Linked DNA regions of Podarcis muralis: region 1 is linked to region 2. The links are chromatin contacts, called in public Hi-C maps. All regions are on one chromosome and are shown on one strand. Each heading gives the region's core, a stretch centred on a gene start, on an enhancer-like site or on the middle of the called end of the contact. The rest is flanking DNA. Distances are from core to core; before and after follow the strand shown.

Region 1 (2,700 bases), core at 2-2,501, 190 kb before region 2:
CAATGAAAATACAATGATTTCTAGTTGTGGTTACTTTATACACTCCTGGACAATTTCTTATATATTTTTGTCATTTCCCCCCCTTTTTGGTATGGTTACCTCAGATTTTATGTCAGTAATTTACATAAAACAGTTTTATAGTTATATATAGTATAGCTTATATAATTTACAATATAATTTTAAGGGAAAGTTGATTTTACTGATAGTTGACATGTATATAACCTCAAATGATACCAAGAAGCAAGCATGCTTGTTCTGTTCTGTTTCTGCATTGCAAATAACTATACACAGACACATAAAAGTAGAAAGTTTGGTTTCTTAAGCTCTACTTTTAGTAAGAATATACTTTTATTAAGAATAAAAATTCGTATTCAGTATGAATGGACTAAATATGGACTAATGTTAAGCCTTCACATAGCTCAGCCTAAGTGAAAATCAAGTGCTGAATTTTAGAACTTGAGCACAGAACTTCAAGCAACTTTGGGAAATGCTTCATTCAGGACTTTAAAGACTAGTTGCAACAGAAGCATTATACTGACACACTGCAATAAGTTTCAAAATGCATTATCAGTTGCTTGTTTTAGTACTTGGCTTTGTTTCACAAACAGAATTCAACACACACATTTTATAAAACAGTCGTTTTTAGTGATAGAGCATGATATTTTCCTGGACCATTGCTAAGCAGATCAACCCTTGCACGCTTAAGACACTCTTGCAGGGCTCAAGAGCAATTATTATAAAAGCCTTCCAGTGCATCCAGGACTAATTTGGACCCTTGAGATGCCAGGTCAGACCTGGAGGGTTTTCTAGGGTTGTTATACCAATGGTTCACTTAAAACGTTTTAATTTACTGTATACTCTCCAAGGACTTTTAAAAATTCACTTTAGCTGAGGTCACGACTCTGAACACAATATAACAACCACCCCAAGCCTTTTTAAGTGGAAGCCAATTCTGCTGACAGAAACAGCCCTCTTGCGTCGACTGCTTTTTGAGGAAGCAGCCCCGCTTTATTTCCTGACGCGGCGCGAACACGGATTGGCCACGGGACACCAGGCGCGTCGTGAGGATGGACAGCAGCGCTCTGCGCGCTCAAAGTTTCCTATATTAGCATTACATTAACACCGCCGTCGTCATTATGGAATAAACTTGCGAAACAAGCCCTCCGCGATCCCTGCCCCACCCCAGGGCTGCTCTTCCCAGCAGGCTCCCGAGTCCCGCTCCCAAAGCTTCCCTTCCCGCCGCCTCCCTTCTCCCGGAGGCACCACCAGCCCAGGATTCCCAGGGAGCGGCCTGGGCCTGGCGGCGCCAAGCCAAAGAGGCTCAGCGGGAGAGAGTCAGGGGGCGCTGTGGGAGAGCCCGCCGCCTTCCGTCGAGGGAGCCCGACTTTCCCCTCCTCAGCAACAGCTGCTGCCCCCTTCCTCCTCCCTCGCCGGGTCTCCGCCGGCCGCCATGTTAGGTCGGGATGGTGAACTCGGGCTTTGCTGAGGGGGACCCGGCGCCTCCTCCGCCTCCGCCTCCTCCCTGGTGCGCGTGGAAGGAGAGCGAGCGAGGGCCCTGGCTTCCCGGCTCCTCCCTCTCCCCACGGCCTGGGCTCGCGTGCCGCCGCCGCCGCCTCGCCAAGCGGCCGCCCAGATATCTCTCTCAGCCCGGGGAACCCTAGGCCGGGGCTGATGCCGAGGGGCTGAAGGCTCCGGGCGGCACCTGCGCGGTGGGGGCGTCGCGTCGGGCGCCCCCTTCCTGCCTCCGTCTCCCCCTCACGCTCTCCAGCTCCCCTTTACTCGACGGGCCGGAGGTGCCTCCTGCCCTGAGGCGGAAGCGAGGGCGCCCTCACGCCCTCCGCCCCAGAGGAGGACTCGGCGCTTTCTCCCGGAGCGGGCCCAGGAAAAAGCAGGTGAGCGTCCCGAGCGCTTCCGTCGCCTTCCCCGCTCTCTCCCTGGAGGCGGAGGCGCCCGCAGAGTGCTAGGCCCCGCGTGCTTCTCCTCACCCGTCGTCGTCGTCCCCCCCCCCCCCCGACCCCTTCGGGAGTGCTTAGCTTCTTATGGTGTAAGGCTCTTCCTTCCTTGCTCCACACTTCCAGAGTTTTTAAGCAACTCCTTCTGCCTTTCCGCCCTTTTCGTTTAGGAGAGTTTGCGCCTGTCAATCACGCAACAGTGTGGGAATATTTCAAAAACGCTGCCTTTAAAAGTTTCGTTTCCAGGGGGTGGGGGGGTTTGGATGTGTGTCCCCCCCCCTTTCTCCTTCCCCGCTCCCTCCCCTTCTCGTGTGTAGAGGTGGCAGCCTGGCAGGAGACGCGCCTTCTGCTTGTGTTGGCTCCTGAAAGCCAGATAACAACTGTTCCCAACAGAAGGGGTCCTCTTCGCCCTCGCTTTCTCTGATTGACGATCCCAACAAGTTTCCTGGTTAGGCTTTGTTTGTTTTGTTTGTTTTGGCAAGGGGAGGAGAGGAAATAGGAGAGGAAACTCAAGTACTGTACCAAGTTATGCTTTCCAACCTTCACAAGCGCCCTTTCCAGTCTTCTCAACTTTTAAACTCCTGGAATATGTCTCGAAGCGAGTTGATGAAGTCTCTCTTTGTAGTCCCCTCAAGCAAATGCTGTATGCTGCTAATAAAGTAAGCCGGGACCATTTGTTCTCTTGAGTGTCAACGTCGTTTAAAGGATTTAGCACAGTTCTTAGTTTTAAATGTACAGTAGTCTGTTT
Region 2 (2,700 bases), core at 111-2,610:
AGGAGAAATAGGGTTGTTATGAAAGAGTGGCCTTTACCATTTTTTCATGCACCACTGAGGATAGCAATGTCAACAAAAATAAGAAACATTTCATTTAGTCTTCCCAATAGACCATAAAAACAATCTGGAATAAAGAGGTTTTGTGAGTCTCTCCCCAACCCCACCGCACTGGCAACTGTGTTGTGCCATGTGTTTTAATAAACAAATAGTGTAGAGTGATCTTACCTAAAGGTGAATCTGCGTGGTTTTATAAGCTGGTGAGAAGTGTTCAGTCTCCAGAGAATTAAGGAAATGAAAACATCTAGCTATGCAGTAGTATCACTAAAGGAACAATTTCCTATTTGGTTTTCTTACAAATTTGCACAGAATCAATCAAGGTGACACCTAGGCATTGTTGCTCATACAAAATATAACACGCCAGTTCTTCACTGTAAGAGAGATTGCCTCTACATTAGTACTGCATCAGACTGGGACACACACATTTATAACATCTGTTGAAGACGCAGCAGGAAAATTAGATCGTTGAGTTACTAGATCAAAAAGTCTCCAGAAATCAATGAACATTTTTACCACAATAAATTATTACAATGCAATGCAATAAAATGTGTGTAGAACTGTAGGTGGAAAGATTGCATTTAATCCCATGTTTCTGCCAACATGGCGTTAGGATTTGGAAAGACGATATTTTAACCTTAACTTACCCAGCATTTCTTGAAAAGGTAGTATACAAATTAAAGAAATAACCTTATTATGTGGACAGAGCCAACTGGTGCTAATGATCTTTTGTGCACTATTCCCACTCTATCTTTATCAATTCTTTTTCTTCCAGTTGAATTAAATTGTGGCCTTGGGTCAACCCATTTCCCCTCCACATGATTCATGTCGTCCTTTGTTTGGTTGTGCGAGTGTGCCGCAGCCCACACTCATTCTGAATTGCACCATTTGGGGCTTGATATTGCACACGTGTGTGTGATATTGCACATATCAAAACATGCTTTCTTTTAAAGCTAAATAAAAGGTCCAACTTCAGCAGAAACTGAACTGAATATAGAATCCCTGTTGGAGGAGCACACTTCACCCCTGGATGCAATCATGCTGGGACTCTGGGTTTGGGAAAATAAGAAAGCTAATGCTTCTTAGAAGGAATATGAAAGATCAAACTAAGGTGGAGAAGCAGTGAGCCATACTTCCATCACTACAAAACGAACTGAGAATAAAACGAGGCGGGACGATGCGAGAGTTAAATGGGCAGAGAGCAGTCACGTGGTTCAGAATCCTCGAAGCTCCTCCTCCTCTTCCGAGTCTCCCTTTTCTCGGCGCTAAAAAGACTCCTCCCGGGCAGGAGGGGGCGCTCGCGGCTGCCTTCGGACTTCCGCAGTCGCAAAGGGATGGCGTCACCAGAGCGGGCCGCCGGTTGTTCGCCGAGTCTTCCAGGAGGTGCTATGTCGCCGCCGCCGCTCTTCAGCTTGCCTGAGGCGCGGCTGCGTTTCACGGTGAGCGGGGAGGCGGGCTGGGGCGCGAATGCCCACGCTGGGGACTCCGGATAGCTGGGTCTTCCCGAGCGCCTTTCCTTTTCGCTTGAGCTCCCTTTTCATCCCCGCTTGTATCCGGAATGGATGCGGACGAACTGGGTTGGGGGCGCGGGGAGAGAAGCCCACGCTGCTTTCTGCATGCCCCCCCCCGAAAAAGCGACACACTCACACCCGTCCTATTCCGTGGCGTTTCCTGCCCAATAAATGTGTTTAGAAAAGTAGCATTTTCGGTGGACGTGGCTTCCCTCGGTGGCGGCGCCGTGGGCTGGGGAGGGCGGGGTATAAAGAAAATTTATTTATTATTATTACGGAGCTCCCTCTCTACCTGACCGTTTCCCATCCCCAAAGCCATAGGCTTCAGACCTGTTTGTTCTAACAGGCCGTTGAGTATTAGTAAGAGGGACATCACTTGCATTTGTATCGACCACATTTCAACGCTGATATCTTCTGCACTTTGGAATTGTGTTTTTAAGCTTCGTTTTCAGTGCCCGTACCTTTATTGTGGAAATGAATGGTGGGATATAAGCAATAACAGCTTTTTGCTGATAACCCATCACAGGGCGACATTGTCCTCCTTGAGAAGATGTCGAAATTTTGCTTCCAGTAGGGTGGCCAGATGCCCAAGGGGAGAGGGTTTCTGCACCTATAATTGGTGTGTGGAGAAAGGAGTGTAAATAGAAGTAGCTTGCTGGATCTGTGGTGATGTTCATTCATACAAATCACTGTTTCGTGCTACAGACAACTAGTGAGGGATGTGTATGACAGCTAAATGTAATATATGTTTAACAAGTTTAACATTCAGTATAATCACTGTAATTCATTATCTCATCTCTAATTCTAAAATGGAACTCAGCCCGCTTTCAGGTGGTTTGCTTAGATTGAGTTAAACACTGGTAAAATATAGTCACATGAGTATTTCATTGTAGCCTGATTTTGTCTGGACTTATTCAGTCTGTATTCCAAACATTCCAGTTTAATCCTGTGAATTGGCCCAAATTCAACCAAAAACACATTTGTTTGTTATTTGCAGAGGTGAATGGATGCACTCCTAAGTCTACTTAGTTGAGAGTAAATAATACATAAATATGTAGTGCTTTCTTCTGAGAAACTATGGTTTGGATTGTGCTTATGGGAGCACCGCATCCCATAGTCATCTTTGACTGGACTT

What was found. Hi-C and Micro-C count contacts between places; a contact is called where the count stands out from the background.
Region 1: a contact with region 2 is called in a Hi-C map of blood, with 6 times the contacts expected there. The contact joins the promoter of YES1 here to the promoter of THOC1 in region 2. A contact is called at or near these places in 2 of 3 Hi-C or Micro-C datasets (blood and tail).

What each region holds. Positions count from the first base shown.
Region 1 is chr8:46,265,041-46,267,740 of rPodMur119.hap1.1, reverse strand. YES1 (YES proto-oncogene 1, Src family tyrosine kinase) reads left to right here and starts at 1,251. Exons shown (of 12, transcript XM_028737240.2): 1 at 1,251-1,892.
Region 2 is chr8:46,079,470-46,082,169 of rPodMur119.hap1.1, reverse strand. It overlaps THOC1 (THO complex subunit 1), which reads left to right and starts at 1,360. Exons shown (of 21, transcript XM_028737230.2): 1 at 1,360-1,493. The coding sequence starts at 1,389.